Regions from separate parts of the Mus musculus genome. Here all the other regions are linked to region 3. The links are chromatin contacts, called in public Hi-C and promoter capture Hi-C maps. All regions are on one chromosome and are shown on one strand. The core of a region is the stretch at or near the end of the contact, and the rest is flanking DNA. Distances in the headings are between cores, read along the strand shown. Region 1 holds the start of Galk1 (galactokinase 1). Region 2 holds the start of Ten1 (TEN1 telomerase capping complex subunit). Region 3 holds the start of Nt5c (5',3'-nucleotidase, cytosolic). Region 4 holds the start of Mrpl38 (mitochondrial ribosomal protein L38).

What was found. Promoter capture Hi-C pulls out the DNA fragments that hold promoters and counts their contacts. A called contact is a pair of places that touch in the nucleus more often than the background predicts. Capture Hi-C pulls out chosen DNA fragments and counts their contacts.
Region 1: a Hi-C map of embryonic stem cells shows a contact between it and region 3, with 2.5 times the contacts expected there. The contact joins the promoter of Galk1 here to the promoter of Nt5c in region 3. A contact is called at or near these places in 4 of 39 promoter capture datasets (cranial neural crest, liver, maxillary cranial neural crest and 1 more), 1 of 484 Hi-C or Micro-C datasets (embryonic stem cells) and 2 of 9 other capture datasets (embryonic stem cells and pancreatic islet).
Region 2: a contact with region 3 is called in a promoter capture Hi-C map of pre-B cells, with 2.5 times the contacts expected there. The contact joins the promoter of Ten1 here to the promoter of Nt5c in region 3. A contact is called at or near these places in 1 of 39 promoter capture datasets (pre-B cells) and 1 of 115 datasets of contacts at active chromatin or transcription factors (astrocytes).
Region 4: a promoter capture Hi-C map of pancreatic islet shows a contact between it and region 3. The contact joins the promoter of Mrpl38 here to the promoter of Nt5c in region 3. A contact is called at or near these places in 2 of 39 promoter capture datasets (liver and pre-B cells), 1 of 115 datasets of contacts at active chromatin or transcription factors (pancreatic cancer cells) and 1 of 9 other capture datasets (pancreatic islet).

What each region holds. Positions count from the first base shown.
Region 1 is chr11:116,008,518-116,014,486 of GRCm38.p6, reverse strand. Galk1 (galactokinase 1) reads left to right here and starts at 1,768. Exons shown (of 8, transcript NM_016905.2): 1 at 1,768-1,973; 2 at 3,271-3,460; 3 at 3,805-3,924; 4 at 4,111-4,246; 5 at 4,385-4,566; 6 at 5,289-5,439; 7 at 5,522-5,684; 8 at 5,773-5,969. The coding sequence starts at 1,809. The coding sequence ends at 5,844.
Region 2 is chr11:116,194,737-116,200,855 of GRCm38.p6, reverse strand. It overlaps Ten1 (TEN1 telomerase capping complex subunit), which reads right to left and starts at 2,001. Exons shown (of 4, transcript NM_027107.1): 1 at 1,873-2,001. Acox1 (acyl-Coenzyme A oxidase 1, palmitoyl) reads left to right here and starts at 1,811. Exons shown (of 14, transcript NM_015729.3): 1 at 1,811-2,260; 2 at 2,475-2,634. The coding sequence starts at 2,152.
Region 3 is chr11:115,490,293-115,496,735 of GRCm38.p6, reverse strand. Nt5c (5',3'-nucleotidase, cytosolic) reads left to right here and starts at 4,922. Exons shown (of 5, transcript NM_015807.1): 1 at 4,922-5,129; 2 at 5,365-5,465; 3 at 5,538-5,598; 4 at 5,769-5,883; 5 at 5,992-6,311. The coding sequence starts at 4,950. The coding sequence ends at 6,137. Armc7 (armadillo repeat containing 7) reads right to left here. Exons shown (of 3, transcript NM_177778.5): 3 at 6,270-6,443. It also overlaps the pseudogene Gm11694.
Region 4 is chr11:116,135,127-116,141,444 of GRCm38.p6, reverse strand. Mrpl38 (mitochondrial ribosomal protein L38) reads left to right here and starts at 2,577. Exons shown (of 9, transcript NM_024177.3): 1 at 2,577-2,734; 2 at 2,824-3,003; 3 at 6,120-6,254. The coding sequence starts at 2,668.

The DNA of each region.
Region 1 (5,969 bases), core at 519-3,018, 520 kb before region 3:
TAGGATTCCTTAGTGTTTGCCTCTTAGATGCTGGGAATACGGGGATTTATCAAAGTCCTCCAGCCATCCTGTCCCTTCAGTCCTGTCTCTGTCCCAGTCCCGTTCCCCCTCCCCATCCTTCCTTATCCCACTTGAGACAGGGTCTCACTGTGTAGCCCTATGTAAGGTACCTTGGTCTTGAATTTGCCACAACCCTACTTCTGCCTGCATCTGCCTGCTTCTGCTTCCTGAGTACTGACCTGTGCTATTAGAGCTTGCTTCTTTCTTTCTTTCTTTCTTTCTTTCTTTCTTTCTTTCTTTCTTTCTTTTTTTCTTCCTCTCTTCCTTCTTGTTGATTGTTTTGAATGCCGCCTTCTTCTTCTCCTTCTTCTTCTTCTTCTCCCTCGGCTGTCCTGGAACTCACTCTGTAGACCAGGCTGGCCTCTGAACTCAGACATCTTCCTGCCTCTTCCTCCCAAGTGCTGGGATTAAAAAGCTGTGTGCCACCGTGCCTGGCTCACATACTGCTTTCTTTTCTTATTTTCTTTCTTTTTTTTTTTTTTTAGAAGATCACACCTTCTTTTTTTGTTGTTTTGTTTTTTTTAAAGATTTATTTATTATATGTAAGTACACTGTAGCTGTCTTCAGACACTTCAGAAGAGGAAGTCAGATCTAATTACGGATGGTTGTGAGCCACCATGTGGTTGCTGGGATTTGAACTCAGGACCTTTGGAAAAGCAGTCAGTGCTCTTAACCACTGAGCCATCTCTCCAGCCCCACATACTGCTTTCTTGATTTACATGTCTTTTGTTAACAAAACCTGTTTATTTGTTTTCTAGACAGAATCTTAGCCCAGACTGGTTTCAGACTGCCGCTCCTCCGGCCTGAGTCTCCCATGTGCTGAGATGGACTACTATGCCTGGCTTGGAAATTATTTAATTTTTGAATAAGATAGTACATTTATTTGTGTGTTTCTTTTGAATGCATGTGCTCTCTACCACTGAGCTACACCCCCTACCGTTCTCCACTCTTACTGTCTTACATTTTAGTCCTTCTGTTAGAAGGTTTCACACAAGGTGACCAGGAATAGCTAGGAATCCAGGCAAAGATTTGGGCCAGCATGAAGGCTTTAGATGGTCATGTCTCTGAGACCAAGGCTCTTGTGGAGGAAGCAACTGCTAGGGGCCAACAACATTAGCCATCTTTGCAGTAGCCTTTGCGTCATCGAGGAGTGCCTGAGCTTGCTTCCTGCCGGCCACTGGATGAGATGAACTTCAGTCCTCCATCGCCAGGAGCCAGAGAAGGAGCCTGTAAAAGGCTTCGAACCTTGGCTCTCCTTGTTTATCCCTAGACTGTGTACCACATCATCCTGTTAGAGACATGACCGACCAGGGGCTGACGACTTAGCATAACTTCGCTAGATCCTCTGGGACACTCAGCTGTTCCTGTTGCCAGCTCGTGTTGGTGTTGCCCTGGCTGTGTGAGGGATGATGATGATGGGGATGGGAGCGCATTAAGAGGCTCCAGGTTCAGGGATGGATGGGAAGTTCAGATCTCCATTTGTGTTAACTGCTACTCAAGTGGGAGCCCCAAACTCCTGCTAGGACATCACCGAAGATACAAGTTGCAACCGAGTCTCTTCCTCCAGCTGTCAGCTGCCGCGTTGGCTTGCGCTGGAGAGCTAAGTTTGGACCCCGCTCTGCAGGTGGGATGGGCGGGGCCGTCGTAGCGGGGGCGGGGTCCCGCGAAGGACAGGAATGTAAGTCCGCGCCACGTGGCTCCGCCCCCAGCATCCCGCGGGGCGGTGCGCCCAGCTGCAGACGAGCGTCATGGCTGCTTGGAGACCGCCCCGGGTCGAGGAGCTGCTGGCCGAGGCCCGCCGGGCCTTCATGGAGGAGTTTGGAGCCGAGCCGGAGCTGGCAGTGTCGGCGCCGGGCCGCGTCAACCTCATCGGGGAGCACACGGACTACAACCAGGGCCTGGTGCTGCCCATGGTGAGGGGCCGCATTGGGGACCCTTCCTTGTGTGTGCTGGCCCGGCCTGCGGTAGGGAAGGGCTGGCATAGGGGGCACGGGAGGGCGGGTACCCTCCGGGTGGAAGGCGGAGTGAAGCGGTCTAGCAGACGTGAGAGACCCCGGGACGTGCAGTTGTCCACGTGCGAAGACAGGAAGCCAGAGCTGGGGGGAGGGGGGCTGTGCGGTTTGTCTTCTCGAGCCCGCCTTCTGGGGGCATCGCCCACAACTTGGAAGTATGAACCTCTTAAAAATGTGAGGACCAAGGAAGCAATATAAGAGAGTATTAGGCATGGTGGCGCATTCCTAATAGTCCAGTACTGGGGAAGCTCAGGCATGAGAATTGCCACGAGTTCAAGATCAGCCTGAACTACAAAGTGAGTTCCAGGACAGCTTGGGCTGTAAGATTCTTAAAACAAGGAAAAAGAAAAAAAAGGAGGTTATTTAGCCCTCTGACTTTGATTGGGCCCACAGCACCGACCTAGACCTATGCAAAGGTAGACCTGTGTAAATGTAGCTTCCCCCCCCCCCCCCCCCGGCCCATCCCCTTGAATTTACAGAGAAAACAGTAGATCCACAGAGCACTAATGACTCCCTCAAAGTTACACATTCGGTTCTTGGACTCTCAGCCTGGGTCTCTCAGCGCATAAGTAGTTCCTGAACAAGGGATTACCGCGTGCAGAGCTGGGTCCAGGTGGGAGGAAGTCTGGAGCCCCTCTGGGCCTGTTTTTGCATAAGATCACTATCTGTCCCCTTTGGCCCACAGTTGGACGCTAGCTAGGGCAGAGTCCAGGTTCACATTCCTATCACCACTGGCCCCGCCCCTGAAGACCCACAAGGCTGTGCTCTGAGCCCCCAAGGCTAACGCTTAATTGAAGCGCTTTCTCCCATCTCCTTCAAGCTAAGCCTATTCCCTTCACGGCCCTGTGTGTCCCAGACGACAGAACCTTGGGGTTTGGATCCTGGTTGCTTCAGTCACCCTGGGGCTGTTCTAGAACTTCAAGTGACATGAGTTTTCTATTTGCAATGGGATATTCCACCCACATATACTTTTATTAATCCCAGCATTCTGAAGTAGAGGCAGGTGGGCCTCTTAGTTAGAGGATAGCCTGATCTACATAGAAAGTTCCAGACAGGATTGCACAGTGAGACCCTGTTTTCAAAAACTTTAAAAACAAAACAAAACAAAAAGCCAAAAATAGATTCTGTGGCTATGATGTGATCCTGGGTGGACTTCTTCTGTCAGGTGGTATAGACTACACATGCCTACTCCTTCCAGGCACTGGAGCTCGTGACCGTGATGGTTGGCAGCCCCCGGACAGATGGGCTTGTTTCTCTTCTCACCACTTCCAAAGATGCAGACGAGCCCCAAAGACTGCAGTTCCCACTGCCCTCAGCCCAGTGGTCCTTGGAGCCTGGAATCCCACAGTGGGCCAATTATGTCAAGGGAGTGATTCAACATTACCCAGGTATAGGACTCACTCAGGCTGCTTCTGGGAGGATCATCTCACCCCATCTCGGCATTCCTCCAGGGTGGAGCATCCCATTGTACTGATAAAGCCATTGAGGTTCTGGAGGCTTGGAACTTGCCCTAGGTTTCCTTTGTATGATTAGAGGAGCCCGAATTCAATTGTTAGCTTGCTGGCCTCTGCCACCCTAAATCGGGAAGGCTAGTAGGAAGATTAAGCCAGCACACTCAGAGGGCAGCAGAGTGGGTGGCTCCCTGAGTGGAGCAGGCTGGTAAGGCACGCGTTTTTCCTATGTCCACGCTCCCATCTTTATCAGCATCCTTCTTCCCCCCGCCCCCCCGCAGCTTCCCCGCTCGTTGGCTTCAGTGCAGTGGTGGTCAGCTCAGTGCCCCTGGGGGGTGGGCTTTCCAGCTCAGCGTCTCTGGAAGTGGCCACGTACACCTTCATCCAGCAGCTCTGCCCAGGTACCACTTAGCCGCCGCTTTCCCTCTCTGAGATCTCTGCGGCCAGAGCCTCTTCCTTTTCTTGGCTTAGGGAGGGAGGGTGGGGAGTCCCTCTGATTGTCAATGGAGCCCTGCTGCTCCAGGGTGGCCACGCCCCCCATGCCCTCTCCTGGACCCCCAGCTTCCCAACCTCACCCTGTGCTGCAGACTCGGGGGCAATAGCTGCCCGGGCCCAGGTGTGTCAACGGGCTGAGCACAGCTTCGCAGGGGTGCCCTGTGGCATCATGGACCAACTCATCGCGCTGCTGGGGCAGAAAGGCTATGCACTACTCATTGACTGCAGGTCAGGGGCTCCCCTCATATCCCCCCACCTCATAACCAGGAGCTCCTTAGTGGAGTGTGCCAGCTGTCTGGTCTGGGAAGCAGACCCTTGGCTATGACATCCCCCCCACCCCCCCCATTCCAATGTCATTCACCCCAGGTCCCTGGAAACAAGCCTGGTGCCACTGTCAGACCCCAAGCTGGCCGTGCTCATCACCAACTCCAATGTCCGCCATTCCCTGGGCTCCAGCGAGTACCCGGTTCGTCGGCGACAGTGTGAAGAAGTGGCCCAGGCCCTGGGCAAGGAGAGCCTTCGAGAGGTGCGGATGGAGGAGCTTGAGGGTGAGAGCCAGCTTCCCATTTGCTGTTCTAGAAATGGCCGGGCTCCCTGCTAGGATGTCCATATGGCCTACAGTCTGCTCCCTCAACCCCAAGTCCATTCATTATATTCGGCTCACCCCCACCCCAGTCCTCCAAACCTAGGGTTCCAGTTCCAGCAGGGCTGCTATTGGAATAGATCCCAGGCAAGTGCTGTGCCAATGAGCCACATCCCTGCCCTGCTTGAAATCTTAAGCTTGCCCTTTTAAGCCAGGCATGGTGGCGCACATCTTAATCCCTGCACTCGGGAGGCAGAGGTGGATGGGACTCTGAGTTTGAAGCCAGCCAGGGCTATGTAGAGAAAGAGTGACTTTCTTGATCTCAAAGCCTGCACTTTGTCCCATTCATTTTGAAAGCCCCACATGGTAAGGGCCCATGCAGCTGAGCATGAATATTGAGCAGTCTCTATGCCCGCTCCCTGTAAGGGAGTTCTGCATGTTGTTTCCTGCAGTGTTCTATGGACCTTAAGTGATGGGAAGATGCAGTTTATCCTATTGCACGGGACAAAGAGAGCTCTGAGATGAGGGGGCCTTCAGAACCAGGCCCAGGATAATCAAGCCAGTCCTGTTTAACCCTGCCTTTACTGAGGAGGGCTCAGGGAACAGCTGCCCACCACATTTCTCTCCCACATCCTGGGGTGACAGGTGGTATGAGGTGGGGGGCTGCTGAACTCTGTTCCTTCCCAGCGGGCAGGGAGCTAATGAGCAAGGAGGGCTTCCGGCGGGCCCGGCATGTGGTAAGCGAGATCCGGAGAACAGCCCAGGCAGCAGCTGCTATGAGCCGAGGAGACTACAAGGCCTTTGGGCGTCTCATGGTGGAGAGTCACTACTCACTCAGGTAGGCTTTCTGGGTGCCCTGGGCTTCTTGATCAGAGGCAGGTCCCAGGTCTCTGTCGCCCTCACCCCTATGTCCTCTGCAGGGATGACTATGAGGTCAGCTGCCCTGAGCTGGATCAATTGGTTGAGGCCGCGCTCTCTGTGCCTGGGGTTTATGGCAGTCGCATGACAGGTGGTGGCTTTGGTGGCTGCACCGTCACATTGCTGGAGGCCTCTGTTGCCCCTCTTGTCATAGATCATATACAGGTGGGTGTGTTTGCCAGAGCCCGGGATGGGGGGGGGGGCCAGGAGAGGTCACCCAGGCCACCATTCCTTAGCATCACGTCTCCCATAGGAGCAGTACAGTGGGACAGCCACCTTCTACCTCTCTCAAGCTGCCGATGGAGCCCAGGTGCTGAGCTTGTGAGGTGTCCCTGAGACCGATGGACGCACAGGCATGAGGCGGAGGCAGCAGGTGTGTGCCGCAGCTCTGCCTCGGGCATCCTCCTTCTCTATCTGGGTGCTTAATAAACGTGTGCCTCTTAATGGCGG
Region 2 (6,119 bases), core at 752-3,251, 710 kb before region 3:
CCTCTCTGAGATACTGCCAAAGGTTTGCCATGTAGTCTTTTCCCTTTACCTCAGTAAGCAATAGCCTTGGTTTTTATCTCATCAATAACTTGTTAATTGTATTTGGGATCCAAGCTTCTGCTAAGAGGAATAAAATTCACAAGAACCCAACTAAACAAGATATCAGTGCCTAAGTGTCCTTGAAAATATCCTCAGTAACAGAACCTTGCTCAGGTATATGGAGCCAGAGCCAAAGGTACAAGCAACAACAATGATATAGTCTTTATTTAACTTCTCAGAATTTTTCTTCTTTTCCCTTTTAAACTTTTAAATTTTGTGGAGCTGAGGATGTAGCTGAGAGGTCTATCTCCTGCATCAAGAAAAAAAAGTGTGCCGGGCGTGGTGGCGCACACCTTTAATCCCAGCACTCGGGAGGCAGAGGCAGGCAGATTTCTGAGTTCGAGGCCAGCCTGGTCTACAAAGTGAGTTCCAGGACAGCCAGGGCTATACAGAGAAACCCTGTCTCGAAAAACAAACAAAACAAACAAACAAACAAACAAACAAAAAAGAAAAGAAAAGAAAAAAGAAAAGAAAGTGCATTAAAATATTGAATTTTGGGGGCTCCATTAACTTTGCATTCAGGCTAAAGCCTTCATTCGTTTAACCCATTCTCAGCACCGTTACTGTAAAAGGGTCTTACATATGTTGTTACAAGGGCAAGTTAGAGAGGTAATGAAGAAATGTAGTTCTTTTTTTTTTTTTTTTTTTTTTTTCGAGACAGGGTTTCTCTGTGTAGCCCTGGCTGTCCTGGAACTCACTTTGTAGACCAGGCTGGCCTCGAACTCAGAAATCCACCTGCCTCTGCCTCCCCAGTGCTGGGATTAAAGGCGTGCGCCACTACCGGCGTAGTTCTTTTTGGTGGCATGAAATCAAATGAAGAAAGAGTGCATTTTACTTAGCACTTAAAGGCTTTTTGAAACAAGGCATTACACAGCCCAGGCTGCCTTCAGTCCGATTCTATATAGCTGATAATGATCTTGGACTTCGTGATCCTCAGACCTCCACTTGAAGTTGCAAGCCTGTGTGTGCCACGGTGCCCAGTTTATGCTGTGCTTTGAGATTATATTTTGGCTTTAGTGCATGCTCGACATCTCCAGCCTACTACTTAGCAATTTTTAAGGAAGAATTAAAAAACAAACTGGTGAAAACTGGCTGTCTTTGAGGCTCAGGAACTCTTTGTTATAAATCCTACGCTAGAACTTCTTAGGCGTAGGTACATCTTCGATGACGATAATGATATGGCAAAGTAAAGTCTAGATTTCAAAATTTCTAGGACCTGCCCTGCCGGTTTAGGTGGGAAAAGACTTGGGCTATAAAATGTAGAGAAACTGGACCTGTTCCCTCTCGCTTTAAATCCAGGCCCAGTGCATAAACCCGGAAGCTCCGCAGGACCAGGTCCTTGCATCCCAAGTCTCTAACGTCAGTCAAGTCGGCAATATTTTTAGCCAACGACAATGAACCGTCTCCCGAACGTAACCTTTGTCCTGTTACCCTTTCGCTCCAATTTGTTTGGGTTCCAGTAAAATCAACAGCTTTCCTCTATTAGCCTCCTCACCCCGCCCGAGACCCTTGACACCCATTCCCTTCTGGTTTCCGGGGACACTGTGGTGAGAGGACCCCCCCCCCACACACACACACACCCACCGCCCTAGCCTGAAAGGAGGTGAGTCCCACAGCGCAGGCGCAATCCCGCCCCTCAAGGCCCTGGCCAATCGGTTGCGCGCGTCTCCAGGGCTCTTTTCCTCCCGGAAAGATCACGTGAACCTGGAGACGTGAGGTCCGGGAAGAGCCCCACTCCCTTTCCAGTGCCACTGCGGTCCCTTGACCTTTTACCTTGCTTTCCTTGGCGAGGAGCCGCTCGGGGACCTCCCCTGGCCCGCAGCAGGGGATTCGTCCGTCCGGCGGGCGGTACCAGCGTCGGGGATTGCAGCCGGTCACGTGAGGAGTGGCGGCGGGGACGGGGCGGGGACGGCTCGAGGGGGCGGGGCCGAGGGCTGTCTCGCTCCGCTCATAGGGCCTGGTCGGCGCCTGAGCTGCGGAGACAGGTTGTCATCGCTTTGGTGCCTGTCACTTCTGTCGCCACCTCCTCTGCCCCCAGCACTGGTCTCCGTCATGAATCCCGATCTGCGCAAGGAGCGGGCCGCCGCCACCTTCAATCCAGAGTTAATCACGCACATCTTGGATGGTAGTCCGGAGAACACCCGGCGCCGTCGAGAAATCGGTGAGCCTGGAGGGCCGGGCCTCTTATACCGAACCAGGCGAAAGACCCCCGTGAATGAGGATTTGGGGCCTCTGGAGTTGAGGGGAAGCGGGGACCCCTACTTCGATGGGCGTCCGGTGTCAGGATTAGGAGGGGAACGTCCTCTGTTCTAATCTGATGGGAGTCAGGGAGGGTGAGTACCTGTTTCTCTTGATGTCATTTAACCCTCTTTCAGAGAACTTGATTCTGAACGATCCAGACTTCCAACATGAGGACTATAACTTCCTCACTCGAAGCCAGCGTTACGAGGTGGCTGTTAAGAAGAGTGCCACCATGGTGAAGAAGATGAGGGAATTTGGCATCGCAGACCCTGAAGAAATCATGTGGTTTAAAAAGTAGGTGTATCTTAGCACATTAGTGTATGCCCAAACTACAGCTGCAGTCTGGGGAGGTCTTCTTACCGCGCATGTCGTTTAAAGGCTTAAATTGAATACTTCATGATTCAATTTTATGTGTGAAAAATAATATTACTTTTGCATCTAGATCTTTTAGTAGGATAGCATAGCATAGTTGTAAAAATGCTAATAATGAACGGTTGTGCCCAAAATTGTTTTTTTTTTTAATTTTAACAAACTTTAAGGGATGGTGAGGTGGCTACCTGGCCTAATCATCTAATTTCAATTTGTAGAAAGAGAGTCACCTCCCTTAGATTGTCCTCTGACCATTTGCTAGAGGTGGCTGTTGTACCCCCACACACAATAAGATGAAACTTTAATTTATAAAGTTCTTTTGAACTGGGCCACGGTGACCCATGCCTTTAATCTCAGCACTTCGGAGGAGGCAGAGGCAGAGGCAGGCTGATCTCTGATTTTGAGACCAGCCTGGTCTGCAGAGCTAGTTCCTGTTCGTCAGCCAGGGTTACATGGCGAAACTGTGGGAGAGGGTGGGCCAGAAGGCCGGGCAAACACTAGTGAAGCCCGCTGGGGGGATGGGGGAGACAGAGAGGCAAATAATAAAAAAGCTTTTTGTTCCAAACATCCCTATGAAAGTTCTTTAAGTGCAAAGTGAACCTTCACTTTGTAAGAAAGCTTCCCGATACCAAAGGTGTGGCGCAGTGGAACACAGATTGCCTAGTGTCTCAAGGCTGTGGGTTTGAGTCTCAGCACTGAAGACAAAACAGAGAGGGGGTGGCGAAATCCGCCTACTGATTTTCTGAGGAACTGTATTGCAAGACCAGACATTGAACTATTTTGGAACACTATCAGATTCTGTTTTTATGTAATGGGTAGTTTGAGTATAAAGTAATAGAAAGTGTGAGAGTCCGTGGAGAACCTGTCAGACCTCAGAATGAATCCGATATTCTCAGAACCACATTCTAAGAACGTCGCATTGTCGGATGGAATGCTGGCGTTTCCTACTGGCTGGCCGGTCGGGAAAACCCGCTTTAGTCTGCGGTTGAGGAAAGCCGCTTTTTCTCAGACGCTCATCTGTTGCACTTTGCTTTTCTGTTATACATAAGGGGGCTGGAGACATGGCTCAGTGGTTAAGAACACCGTCTGATCTTCAGGGGACCCAGGTTCAATTCCCAGCACCATCACAACTGATTGTAACTCCAGTTCCAGGTTATCTGACACCCCTACATAGGCGTACATACAGGCAAAACACCAATGCATATGGAATAAATAAGTCACTAAAAAGGACTTTTAAAAATTACATATAAAGGTCCCCCTTCCCCTTTAGCCTCAAAGTCATCCTCGCACAAGGTGTTTTGCTTGCGGTGGCTCTGCTGCTTCTCCTTTATTTCCTTTAAAACTTCTGTTGGGTTTTTACATAATAGAGGAACTCGTCAGCGTGTTCATTAATAAAGATAAAACTGGGAGGCTGGAGATACACCTCGACAGTATAGAGCCCTTACCTACCATGCACAGCTAACTAGGTTTAGTCCCCAGCATTTATAAATAAATAAATAAATAAATAAATAAATAGTAGCAGGGGTCAGTCATCTGTTAAGAGCACTGGCTGCTCTTCCCGAGGTCCTAAGTTCAATTCCTAGCAACCACATGGTGGCTCACAACCATCTGTAAAGTTGAGACCAGGAGAACACTCACTTTTGCCTAGCATGTTCCAGATCCTGGATGAAATCTGCGACACCTTAGCAACAACAACAAAATTTTGTTTCTGTTTTCTTTTGAAGTTTGGCTTTGTCTTTTGAGATAGGTTAATCTCTATGTCACTATGTAGTCCAGGCTGGCTCCAACCCCAAATATTCTTTCTGCCCCAGCCTCTTTATTGCTGGGGTTACAGATGTAAGCCACCCTAGCTGGCTTGAAAAGCTTAAATGTTATTAAGAATATGTTTTCAAGAACTAATATAAATATTACAAGTCCTGCCCTCATGTGGTAATGGTTACTTCTTTTTCCTTTGAGTTACAGATGCAATGCATTCAGAGTCTGGTTTTTTTTTTTTTTTTTTTAGATTTTTTGAGACAGGGTTTCTCTGTATAGCCCTGGCTGTCCTGGAACTCACTTTGTAGACCAGGCTGGCCTCGAACTCAGAAATCTGCCTGCCTCTGCCTCCCGAGTGCTGGGATTAAAGGCGTGTGCTACCATGGCCCGGCCAGAGTCTGTTTCTTAATTCACCCATTACTGTGACAATGAAATGGTTTGCTTTGCTCCTTAGGCCTTCCTCAGAACTCCAGTAGATCTTACTAATCAGAAATACTAGTTTACTTGTGCTTGTAATCTATGCACATGGGAGGTGGAGCCAGGTCAGAGTCATCCTTATGTATATCCAGTTTGAGGACTGTCCTAGCTACATTTATAGTTACTTATTCGTGGTTAGTTTTGGTAGCAAAGCAGAAGACTAGCCAACCTCCACATACTTGCTTTTGTTTCTAGAGCTTGTAATCTATGGGACTTGGGTAAGTCCGAGGGAAGTGTTAGCAAACGGACTGAGCTGGGTTCACAAACAGAAGCTGTTGAAATTCAATACCTTCTCAGGGCAACATGGAGGAGTGCTGTTGTTTGGTAGAGTGGATGATACAGCATATTTTATAACCTTTGTAACTGCACGACAAGCAGCCAGACTCAGGTGAGGTCACAGAGACCTAGAACAAAGTCCTTCCTGTGGACCATGCCTCATGGGAAACATGAAATACTAGCGATAAGTTTCAGTGCCCTTTGAAACAGGAAGTGTTCCCGGGATGTGACGGGAAGTCTGTTTAAGTTGAAGGAGCAGACTGGTGGTTAGTCTTGGTAGTGACTGCTGTCAAGTCTCTCCTGTTTCTCGAACCATTCTTCTTTCTTGCCCAGTATCTTTTTTTATTTATTTTTATTGTTTATTTACATGTACATGTGTGTGTGCCTGTATGTGTGCATGTGCCCAGGGATGGGGCAGTCCTTGGAGCTGGAGTTACAAGCTGCCTGATGAGGGCACTGGGGGTTGAACGCTGGTCCTCTGAGAGAACAATACATGTTCTTAACCAGTGAGCCATCTCTCCAGCCCCCTACCCCGTTTCCTGTCACTTGCTGGAGATGGCTTACTTTTCAACTAGTAATAAGCATTTAGGGGGAAAAAAAAAACCCTTACCATTCATTGTTAAGTACAGTGGGCATGCTCAATGAGGGCCGAGGACTAGAATTACTGAGGCAGGGGAATTTCCAGGAATTTAGGGCATTCACTGTTATCTTTGTTATGTGTTTATTACTAACCCCCCTCCCATCTGTTTGCTTTTGTTTTTTGAGACTGGGTTTTTCTGTGTAGCTCTGACTAGGTAGATCAGGCTGGCCACAAACTTGGAGATCTGCCTGGAAGGTGTGCATCACCACTGCCCAGCTGTGGCTGCGGCTGCGACTGCGGCTGCGGCTGCGGCTGCGGCTGC
Region 3 (6,443 bases), core at 3,673-6,172:
TTTCTTCAAAAATGCAGGGTAGATTTTTTTCTTTTGAGACAGATTGTCGGGAGAGATGGATCAGTGGTTAAGAGCACCGATTGCTCTTCCAGAGGTCCTGAGTTCAATCCCCAGCAACCACATTGTTGCTCATAGCCATCTGTAATGGGATCCAATGCCTTCTGCTGTGTTTGAGACAGATTGTAGCTCTTGGTTTGAGTTAATGTCAACATTGCACAGCTGTAGTACTGGGCTGTGCTCCACCATAGCTGCCCACTAGTACAGGGCTGTGCCCCACCATAGCTGCCCACTGTAGTACAGGGCTGTGCCCCACCATAGCTGCCCACTGTAGTACAGGGCTGTGCCCCACCATAGCTGCCCACTAGTACAGGGCTGTGCACCACCATAGCTGCCCACTGTAGTACAGGGCTGTGCCCCACCATAGCTGCCCACTGTAGTACAGGGCTGTGTACCACCATAGCTGCCCACTGTAGTACAGGGCTGTGCCCCACCATAGCTGCCCACTGTAGTACAGGGCTGTGCCCCACCATAGCTGCCCACTGTAGTACAGGGCTGTGCCCCACCATAGCTGCCCACTAGTACAGGGCTGTGCACCACCATAGCTGCCCACTGTAGTACAGGGCTCTGTACCACCATAGCTGCCCACTGTAGTACAGGGCTCTGTACCACCATAGCTGCCCACTGTAGTACAGGGCTGTGCCCCACCATAGCTGCCTACTGTAGTACAGGGCTGTGCCCCACCATAGCTGCCCACTGTAGTACAGGGCTCTGTACCACCATAGCTGCCCACTGTAGTACAGGGCTGTGTACCACCATAGCTGCCCACTGTAGTACAGGGCTGTGCCCCACCATAGCTGCCCACTGTAGTACAGGGCTGTGCCCCACCATAGCTGCCCACTGTAGTACAGGGCTGTGTACCACCATAGCTGCCCACTGTAGTACAGGGCTGTGCCCCACCATAGCTGCCCACTGTAGTACAGGGCTGTGCCCCACCATAGCTGCCCACTAGTACAGGGCTGTGCACCACCATAGCTGCCCACTGTAGTACAGGGCTCTGTACCACCATAGCTGCCCACTGTAGTACAGGGCTGTGTACCACCATAGCTGCCCACTGTAGTACAGGGCTGTGCCCCACCATAGCTGCCCACTGTAGTACAGGGCTGTGCCCCACCATAGCTGCCCACTGTAGTACAGGGCTGTGCACCTCCATAGCTGTCCAGGATGGGCTTTTCTACCTCTGATCCTTTGTGTAGGATCAGACTAACATTTAACACTGTCTTAGCACCGGGGCAGATGTAGGAGGCCCTGACTTTGAACCCCTGCAGCTGTCCTGGAACTCACTTTGTAGACCAGGCTGGCCTCGAACTCAGAAATCCGCCTGCCTCTGCCTCCCCAGTGCTGGGATTAAAGGCGTGTGCCACCATGCCCGGCTTTTTTTTTTTTTCCCCTGCAGCCAGTCTTTTCTGTTCCCTTGTCACCTTCACTGTCATCCCATCCCATCATGTGTTCCCACCCCCAATACCAAGGTAGGTTTCTACCTTGAGATCAATAATGGCTAGTGTTCAGTGATGCAAGCTGCAAAGGGAGAGTCCACATAGCTACAACAGACTGCCACACAAACAAGGTGACAGGAAACTTTCTGGGGTGGATGGACAGGAAGGTTCAGGTTGACTGTCACAATGTCCACTTGTGTTTCTGACAGGCTGGGCTCCCTTGCTGGTTATTTGAGCCTAGTACTTACTGGCAAAGCCAGACCTTGGAACTGCTAGGTGTATCTTTAAGAGTAGAGATTACAGGGCCGGAGAGATGGCTAGCAGTTAAGACTTTACTGCAGGGCAGGAGCAAAAGAGAGCTAGATGTTCTAGAGGTCCCAAGTTCAATTTCCAGCAACCATATGGCGGCTCACAACCATCCTGTAATGGGATCTGATGCTCTCTTCTGGTGTGTCTGCAGAGATGGACACATACTCATAGACATAAATCTTTTAAGAAAGCATAAACTAGGTTGTTCTAAAACATTTTACATGTTTGACTGACAGCTGTAGCCTACAATCATTTCTGTGTACTGCAACAGGCTAGCTTGCTGAATGGGTGGGCCATGGCTTTTAAAGGCCTGATTTTCCACTATGAATCTCAGGGAGTAAACCTGTACCCATCCTTCTGAGCCTCCGAGCAAGGGTGGGGCTCCTGGGAAGGGAGTTACCTGGCTGGTGTTCTAACTTGACAGTTGGCCTTAACTTTTATTATAGAGATAAGCACCTGGTGGCAGGTGTTTTGAGGGAGTGGAGGTTCAGCCAGACTCCATTATTGGAGCAGATTTTAGGGGACTGTCTGGAAACATTTGTAGGAGGGGGTTTAACACCCCAAGATAGAAAAGATTCTGTAAAGTCAGATCTTCAAACCATTTTATAAATGGGGTTCGTATGCTTGCTTGGAGGGTTGCTTAGTGCTAAAGAACATTTGCTGGGCCAGGCAGCGGTAGCACACATTTAATCCCAACATTCAGGAAGCAAAGGCAGGTGGATCTCTTGTGAGTTTGAGGCCAGCCTGATCTACAAAGAGAGCTCCAGGACAGCCAGGGCTATGCAGAGAAACCCTGTCTCAAGACAAGAGCATTCACTGTCTTGCAGAAGACCCAGGTTCAGTTCTCAGCACCCTCTTAGCAGCTCACAGCTGGTTCTAACTCTCGCTCCACGGCCTTGAAGCTTGATGGCCTCTGAATGCTTGCAAGTGGCGCACAGATATTCACGTGAGGGGGCAGAGGTGGAGGCAGAGGTATCTGGAATTAGTGGCAAGCCCAGGTAGGGAGTGAATTTGAGGCAAACTTGGATGCATAAAACCCTGTTGCAGCCGGGCGTGGTGGCGCACGCCTTTAATTCCAGCACTCGGGAGGCAGAGGCAGGTGGATTTCTGAGTTCGAGGCCAGCCTGGTCTACAAAGTGAGCTCCAGGACAGCCAGGGCTATACAGAGAAACCCTGTCTCAAAAAAACAAAAACAAAAACAAAAACAACAACAACAAAAAAAACCCTGTTGCAAAAAAAGTAAGGGGTGTGTGTCCAGGAGATGTTGGGAGAAGCCTGAGTTAAATAGGGTAAAGATACAATATGTATGGGATACAATATGTATGTATGGGATTCTCAGAATATTTTAAAAGTTACTGAAAGGGCAGGAGAGAAAAAACAGCAGATGAACTTTAACTCAGTTTATGTGAAAATTGGTTTGGCTTAGTGAAAATTCAGTCCCTAAGTAAGAATTCACCGGGATATGTTGTTGTTGGTTTGTTTTACCAGTTTTGTTTGCTTTTTTGTGTTTTTAAAAAAAATGTTTATAAGGAAAAAAACAAAAAATAAATAAAAATAAAAAGAATAAAGGAAGAAAAGAAAAAAATTGTTTATTTTATTTTTTTAAAAGGTTCTATATTTTATTACTAGACAAACACCCTAATTTAAGACATGAGCAAGTCTCCAGGTTAAAAATGTTGAAATCTGTCTGGTAGGACTGATTGCTGACCACAACTCAGTATAAACCCTCAGTCTTGCCATTGTGTGAATCCTTACAGACCCAGCTTTGTTCTCCTCCAGTGTCTTCTAAGAGAAGAGTTGAACCTGACGTTGTTACCAGTTTTCATCCGGATCCACTGAGGAATGGGGCGATTTTGCTTTTGTTTCTTGGCCAGGAATCGCTTGATTCGGAAAGTCTTGTGAGAAGACATGGCAAGAAGCCGAATCAGGCGTAATGCGCAGGATGGCAGAGGAAAGGAGAACCGAATCAGGCGTAATGCGCAGGATGGCAGAGGAAAGGAGAAGAGCTTTTTTTATTTTTAATTTCATTTATATGAGTACACTGTAGCTGTCTTTAGACACACCCGAAGAAGGCATCAGATCCCATTACAGATGGTTGTGAGCCACCATGTGGTTGCTGGGATTTGAACTCAGAACCCGGGGAAGAGCAGTCTGTACTCTTAACCGATGCTGAGCCATCTCTGCAGCCCAAATTTGTTTAAGATAAGGTCTTCACTAAGTAGCTCTGGCTGTCTTGGAACTCAGAGGTCTGCCTCCTGGGTGTGAGGATTAAAAATGTGCGCCACTACACTCTGCTCCTTTGTTGTTTTAAACTGGCTTTTCTTCAAGTGAGATGTCGGGCTCCATGCTGACAAACTTCTGCCATGGGTTAGAAGTCATGTCTTATCGGGGTGTAGCAGTGCCCACCTTTAAACCCAGCACATGGAAGGCAGAAGCAGGCAAACCTCGGGGAGTTTGAAGCCAGTCTGGTTCACAGAGTTTCAGGACAGCCAGGGCTATGTGGAGAAACCCTGAGTCGGGGGTGGGGGGGGAGTCATTACTCAAATCTGCATTTATAGGTTGGAAAATTGATGTGATGTCGCCATTGACTCTGAAATCTACAAGAATAAGTTGTGTCTCTGTGTGTGAACGCTTAACATTTTCTAGAGGGACATACAAGTTTTCGATTCTACCGGAGACCTCGGGTCCACAGGAAAAAGTAGTGGACGCAGATTGAAAACAATGTTACTGTTTCAAACCAAGTCTGGCTTATGAGTCCGGTCTCTTGAGAGCCCAGCTCATGCCCAGCTCATGCCCACGGTTGTCTTTAAGGGGTCCTTCTCATCCCTTGAACTGGGAGACTCACGATCCTGTCAGCTTCCAGCCTGGACAAACATGGGAGAGGCAAAGGATGCATTCAGCATGCGAAGCAGGTTCCCCATTGCCAAGAAAGTATTTCGGATCTTAGAGGTTATGGGAGAGGGATTCTGATGCTGCACATGAGCGGCAGCCCCGTAAGGGACGCAATGCCATCCTGGGCACCTGGTTGGCCACTCTGTGCAAATGAACAAAGTCCGGCCCGCCCCTACCCCGGTCCCGGAAGCTTGTTTCCGGGTCTGGCATCTTCCGTGCTTGCCGCTGTGCTCTGCGGAGACACCGGGCGTGGCAATGGCGGTGAAGCGGCCCGTGCGCGTGCTGGTGGACATGGACGGCGTGCTAGCTGATTTCGAGTCCGGCCTCCTGCAGGGTTTTCGCCGCCGCTTTCCCGAGGAACCGCACGTGCCGCTGGAACAGCGCCGGGGCTTCCTCGCCAACGAGCAGTACGGAGCTCTGAGGCCGGACCTGGCGGTAGGAGACCCGATGGGGAACCTCTAGGCTGAGTTCTCTTCTAGGCAGCCAAGCTGTGCGAATCCACAGTTCACCCCCGAACCAGAAAGCTTGAAAGGGTACACACACACACACACACACACACACACACACACTAGAACCGAGGTCTCCTGCAGAATCTTTGTGTGTGTGTGTGTCCTCTTTGGGGCTCCCCCTACTGGAAAGCAGGAGCGGGACCAAGATCTCTCTCTTTCAGGAAAAAGTGGCCAGTGTGTATGAATCTCCAGGCTTTTTCCTAAACTTGGAGCCCATCCCTGGGGCCTTGGACGCTTTGCGAGAGATGAACGACATGAAAGAGTAAGGAGGGTGAGGAGGGGGCGGCGGGAAGACGGCCAGTGCCCCAGGCCTAACTGCACCCCTTCTCCGCAGCACCGAGGTCTTCATCTGCACCACCCCACTGCTGAAGTACGACCACTGTGTGGGCGAGAAGGTGCCGGCGCCTGCGCTGATTTAAAAAAATAAACCAGAAAATGGGGGCTGGGTGAAAGGGGTCCCGCGTGTTTGAGGGCTAGTCCCACTTAAGCCCCCATGCCTTACTTATCTTGCATTCTGAGCCTAGCAAGTTCCACTGACCTCTCCCCACCCCTCCCGCCTATACAGTACCGCTGGGTGGAGCAGAACCTGGGGCCAGAGTTTGTGGAGCGGATTATCTTGACTAGGGACAAGACGGTGGTCATGGGAGACCTGCTCATTGATGACAAAGACAACATTCAAGGTTGGGCCAGCCAGTTAACCTTGACAACCCCCAGGCATCTGGCCTGCTGGGATTAAGGAGGAGTAAAAATGACCCAATTACAGAGCGCACGCTGTCTTTACTGCCCAGGCCTAGAGGAGACCCCAAGCTGGGAGCACATCTTGTTCACCTGCTGCCACAATCAGCACCTGGCCCTGCCCCCCACCAGGAGACGGCTGCTTTCCTGGAGTGACAACTGGAGGGGGATCATTGAGAGCAAGCGAGCCAGCCTGTGAAGGACCCTGAGGTGGACAGGACCCTGCCTGGACAGGTGACTTTCTTTAATCAGGGAGCCACTTGAACAGACTGCTTTCCGGCTCCTCCCAGGAGGCCTACACGGGAAAGAAGGAGACTAGCACACAAATACAGTGGAGAAAATCAGGAGGTTTTTAATAAAAATAAAAACCAAACGCGAGGCTTTGGATCTTTGATGCTCCTTTTCCTTTTCAGCTCAGGATGGGAGCGGGAGCCTTCCTTCATCCAGTGGCTGTACGACAGCCCCTCTCCAGCCCTTGTAGATCTCCTTCCTCAGCTTTCGTTGT
Region 4 (6,318 bases), core at 1,328-3,827, 650 kb before region 3:
CTCCCAAAGGGAAAGGGGGTGACTTCCAGCACATGGGATGACAGGCAATGCAAAGAGACTCCCCAAAACCTTGGTCTTCCTGAGTAGTGAAGCGAGCTTAGGAAGAGTGTGAGCTTAGCTGGCTGTGCTAGTGACAGCAGTGATCCCAGCACTCGGGAGGCTGGCTGTGCTAGTGACAGGTGTGATCCAGCACTCGGGAGGCTGGCTGTGCTAGTGACAGCAGTGATCCAGCACTCGGAAGGCTAGCTGTGCTAGTGACGGGTGTGATCCCGCACTCAGGAGGCTGGCTGTGCTAGTGACAGGTGTTATCCCAGCACTCGGGAGGCTGGCTGTGCTAGTGACAGGTGTGATCCAGCACTCGGGAGGCAGGCTGTGCTAGTGACAGGTGTGATCCAGCACTCGGGAGGCTGGCTGTGCTAGTGACGGGTGTGATCCCGCACTCCGGAGGCTGGCTGTGCTAGTGACAGGTGTGATCCCAGCACTCGGGAGGCTGGCTGTGCTAGTGACAGGTGTGATCCAGCACTCGGGAGGCTGGCTGTGCTAGTGACAGCAGTGATCCAGCACTCGGGAGGCTAGCTGTGCTAGTGACGGGTGTGATCCCGCACTCAGGAGGCTGGCTGTGCTAGTGACAGGTGTGATCCCAGCACTCGGGAGGCTGGCTGTGCTAGTGACAGGTGTGATCCAGCACTCGGGAGGCTGGCTGTGCTAGTGACAGGTGTGATCCAGCACTCGGGAGGCTGGCTGTGCTAGTGACGGGTGTGATCCCGCACTCAGGAGGCTGGCTGTGCTAGTGACAGGTGTGATCCCAGCACTCCGGAGGCTGTAGGCTTGAGAATTAGGAGAGTCTGCGACACACTGAAAGATACTGTCTCATAAAAATATAAATAAAAGTGATGCTGGGCAGTGGTCATGTATGCCTTTAATCCCAGCACTCAGGCAACAGGGGCAGGCAAACCTCAGGATTCAAGGCCAGCCTGCTCTACAGAGTGAGTTCCAGGACAGCCAAGCTACACAGAGAACCCTGTCTCAAACACCAATTTGAGGCTGTGAGTAACAATCTAGATGAGAGGGGGCAAGAGTGAGTGTGTCAGAAGACTGCCTGCTGGGGAAGGAGCAGAGGGCAGAACTGCACCTGGTGGCATGAGGGGCACTGGAAGTGCTCCCAGGGACCTTGACATGTGTCAGGAAGATGTGAAGAAGAATTCAAATCTCTGACGTGAGGCAGTGTGGTATCACCACACGCCTGTAATCTCAGCATTTGGGAGGCCATGGTAAGAGGAAGAGGAGTGGACCAAGGCAGGGAAATCAGGAGAGGAGGGAGGGGAAACTGGGGTTTGGGATGTAATATACAAGAAAATAAAAATGACTGTCGTGAGTTCAAGGCTACAAAATAACTGCCAAGTAGGCAGGGGTATATAGCAAAAACCTAGCTCATTTAAAATTAATATTGTTAGAGCCATTGCTTCCAGGCTGGATATGTGTGAATCCTTGTTAGGTCTCTCAAACAGTTGAAATACAAACAAGATCCTCTCTTCAGAGCTTCCCAGACAGGGAGAATCAGAACGAAGAACAGGCTACCTAGCTGAGCAGTCTCCACCCACTCGTGGAGACACCATGACTCTTCAGCAGTACAAGGGCAGAGAGAGGAGCTGGAGAGACTCATATAAGAGGGTTCAGAAACAAAAGGATAAAACAGCAAGTGAGACCATATGAACACCCTGCAAGTGTTCAGTTCCCCTCACACTCAGCAAGAACCCTTCAGTACCCATCAACTCCTCAAGGCAAGGCTGTGGTGTCCTGACCTGTGAACTCCAACACTTGTCAGACAGCAGCTGCTCACTATTGGAGGAATTAGAAGTGATGGTGAGAGGCTTAGCTGCCTGGGTGCTGTGGAATTTAAGCTGTGGCCATTTCTGCTGGATATCGAGACCTCACTGCATTTCACTGTGAGTTCAAGGGTCAGACTTCTGTTAGCAAAAAAACTAGCAGTCATTGGCCTGGATTGGGGATGTCAGGACTTCCTTGAGAGAGCACTTCGGGGCCGGCAGGTCACAGAAGGAGAAGACAACAACAGCAGACACCTTGTGATCTGGGGAGAAGCTGAAGGAGTAGAGCTTTGCTATACTGGAAACTTGAGTTCCAGGGCAGAAGGGCTGAGGCTGGGTCAAAAAGCGGTAGAGAGCACTAGAACTGTGAATTGGAGATGATCAAGAGAGAACAGATGCACCAAGGTGCAAATCCTGCGAAGCGAGCACTATTATTACCTGTTTTATTCCCAAGTCTGACTCCAGAATCCTCCTCTATCAATCCCTGTGTCAGGGCCAGAGGAAGGTGAGTGAGATCCCTGGGGTCAAAACCCATAGTTGTTCTTGAAGCTGTACCTTTGTGCTGCCTCCTAGTGGCAGCTCTCAGCCCCGCGCGATCCAACAGGCATCTTCCGGGCCCGCACTATCAGACCTCTCTTAGACTTTGCGCCAATGGGAAGGTCCCAGGACTTTCAGCATTACGTCAGGAGCTTGAGACCGCGGGGCGGGGCGGGGCGGGGCGGGGGGCGGGGTCTCCCACGGGGCGGGGCTATGGAGGCGGAGCCTCCCGCCGGACGCGCAGGCTTCTCTCCGGCCACCTCTGTCTGGGTCCTACGGGCGTCTTTGGCGACCTGGGGGAAAGATGGCGGCGCCCTGGTGGCGTGCGGCGTTTTTCGGAATTGGGAGATGCCGGGGCTTCAGCACCTCGGGTGAGTGGTGTGAGGTCGTGGAGCTCTTGGGCCTCTGTAGCTCCGGTCGCGGTCCTAAGCCTGCGTGACGTCCCTGTCTGTGCCCGCAGCCTTCCTCAGCCGCCGGACACCCCCGCTCGGGCCCATGCCCAACGAGGACATCGACGTGAGCAACCTGGAGCGGCTGGAGAAGTACCGGAGCTTCGAGCGGTACCGCCGCCGGGCGGAGCAGGAGGCGCGCGCCCCGCACTGGTGGCGGACCTACCGGGAGCATTTCGTGAAGGAGACAGGTGCGGGAGCGACGTATTCTCCCCCAGTTTGGTCCCCGTGGGCCCCCGGAACGAGAAGGACCTGCGTGCCCCTCAGACGTGTAGTTCTGAATTTAAGCAAACGTCCAAGTGATATACGCATAGCTTAATCTGTCTGTAAAACTGAGACTCAGCCGGATGGTGGAGGCCCACGCACTTAATCGCAGCGTTTAGGAGGCAGAGGAAAACGGAGCTCTTGACTTAGGGGCTAGCCTAATCTACACCGTGAGTTTCAAGACAGTCAGAGCACACGGAAAAACCCTGTCTTGGGGATGGAGGTGGTAGTATGGGGTAGTAAAGATGCATTGTTTGAAAACGAAAGAAAATGAAGACAAAGCAAAAAACAGAAAAAATTAACAAAAAAGGAAAAGAAAACAAAACAAAAAGATGCATTATTTGGCTTTTTGGTTTTTGTTGTTTGAGATAGGGTCTTATTAGCCCAGGGTGGCCTTGAACTCACTGTGTAACGAGGATGATGGAGGACTGCCTTGTTCCGCCTCCCAGTTAACTGAGAGTGCAGCTGGGAACCACCAAGGCCTGGCTAGAGATTAGGGCCTCACTATATAGACCAGGCTGGCCTCAACCCACAAATCCACCTGCCTCTCTCTGCCTCCCAAGTTTTGGAATTAAAAGCATTTGCCACCAGCTGGTGCCCCATCTCCTTAAATCTGCCTAAAACTATTACTAACTCTACCCAAGACTTAAGTGTGCAGCCTGGTCTACAAAGTGAATTTCAGGACAGCCAGGGCTAAACAGAGAAACCCTGTCTCGAAAAAACAAAAAAAAAAACAAAACAAAAAAAAAGACTTAGGTGTGTGTTGTGTTCATAACCACCTTTGAATCATGTTTTTCTTTCCTTGTTTTTCTTTCTTTCTTTCTTTGTTGTTGTTTTAAGACAGGGTTTCTCTGTGTAGCCCTGCCTGTCCTGGAACTCATACAGACCACGCTGCCCTTGAACTCAGAGATCTGCCCACCTCTGCATCCTGGGTGCTGGGATTAAAAGTGTGTGCCATCACTGCCCAGTGTTATAATTATTTAATCTCAGTCAGGGGTTTCTACTCACCTTTGATCATTCAACTCCTAGATACAAGTCACAAAGCCTTAAAGCACTAGAGCTGGGCACATATCTACTCAATACTGTTATGTCTACTTCTCTGCCAGTAACCCCGAGATATGACACTTCCTCCAGCTGGACTGCCCTCATGGCCAGTTTTCATGGTCCCTAACCCCATGGCATCTTCTGTGTCCACTTTCTCTCTCTCCCTCCCTCTTAGTCCCCACCTCAGACACCCAGCCTGGGAACCAAAATCCCACCTAGCTCCCTTCTGCTCAGCTGTAGGCATCGTTATTCACCAATCAGGGATAACTTTGGGGGCAAGGTTACATAGCATCACTTGTGTCTAGGGTCTACCTGAGAATCCCTTCTCCCTGGGGGCAACCAGAGCCAGTATTTAGCATTGCAATACACAGCAACAGACCAAACCTCCATAGCCCAGCTACCTTTGAGTCATTTGAAAGGTGATTCTGATAACCAGTTAGGAAACCCATCTGCCTCAGTTTCCCACGCTGGGACCCAGTCTGGGGTCCAGATGCCAGAGTTTTACTTTATATCTCATTTGCTGTATGGCTGAGCCCTGTTCAGTTCCGGGAAGCAGACTGCATAGGTCAGCTTAGTGGGTCAAGTGTTTCATCCTTTCCTGGAGTATCAGGGGGACAGAACTAGATAAAGTCAGGCTGCTCAACAATGATGTTTGATTTGGGGCCGGGGTGTTGGTCCAGTGAGGAAAAGTGTCTGCTGTACTCACCCCACCCTCAGAGCGTGAAGACCCGAGTGAGGCTCTCCCACATCCACACAGAAGCCAGGCACAGTGTCTGCTTCAAACCCCAGTGCTAGGGGTTGTGGTTCCCAGTTCCGTTTCAACACTGGAGTTGTGAACTCTGCTCAGGCAGACAAGATGGGAGGTGTTAGGTTACCAACGTAGCCTAAGTTCCCCAACCTGGGTGAGAAATGAGGCAGGCTGAGGAAATGCATGCAGGGCCTGTGATGAGCTGGGGGGGAGGGTGTCCTGCTTAGCTGAGGGGTGAGTGTCCTGGAGCGCTGCAGGGCCTTCTGTGGGAGACTTAGGTGGGGCATCTCCATATGACTAAGGCTTCTTGATGAGAGAGACAGTCCTTGCTTGTCCATACTGTTCATTGGTGGTGACAGTGGATGCATACAACTTACTCAGGGTAGACCAGAGACTAAACAGGAAGGAATGTCCAGGAAGGTTCATTGGCTAAATCCTTGGGGCCAGCCCATCCAGATTATCATGGAGAACTGTTCCGTGCTGTGTGACTAGTGGTCACCATCCCCATGTGAGGTGTCGTGGTCACGTACTCAAGGAACCAGGTCAGGAGCAGATGAAACGCCTGCGGTCTCAGATATGAGAACACCGGGGCTCCTAAATCCATACAACATTCCCAGTTTTTGTCTGTGACACGCTTCCACTTGTCCCACAAGGGGTGGCCTAACACGCAGATCTTTGGAGCACACTGGCCAGCCGGTCTAAAAAATCAAGTTACAGCTTCAATGAGAGACCCTGTCTCAGGGGAAAAAGCTAACACTGAGGGCCAGCCATGGTGGCACACACACAATATTTTTTAATATTTATGTATTTATTTTATGTATGAGTCCACTGTTGCTCTCTTCAGACACACCAGAAGAGGGCATCGAATCCCATTATAGATGGTTGTGAGCCACCATGTGGTTGCTGGGAATTGAACTCAGGACCTCTGGAAGAGCAGTCAGTGCTCTTAACTGCTGAGCCATCTCTCCAGCTCCCATACACACACACACCTTTAATCCCAGCACTTGGGATGCAGAAGCAGGCAGAACTCTGAGTTCGAGGCCAGCCTGGTCTACAGAGTGAGTTCCAGGACAGCCAGGGCTACCTTGATTGGGGTGTTGGGGGTCAGTGTGGAATGAAGGGCGTTGGAGCAAAACACTTCAATCTCTTGCTTACACACACACGGACATTTACAACCACACACACACTTAAGGACTCAAATTTAAAGAGAAGATTGGGCTCTGCTTATCCCAACATGTCTTACTTCTCTAGATCCCAAAGACAAAATTGACATTGGGCTACCCCCACCCAGAGTCAGTCGGACCCAAAAGCTACTGGAGCGGAAGCACTTTCTGCGGGAACTTCGTGCCAATGTGGAAGAAGAACGGGCAGCCCGCCTCCGCACGGGTGAGCCTCCCAGAGGAGGGGACCCCGGCGCACCCTCTCCACACTGTATCCAAACGATGCTGTT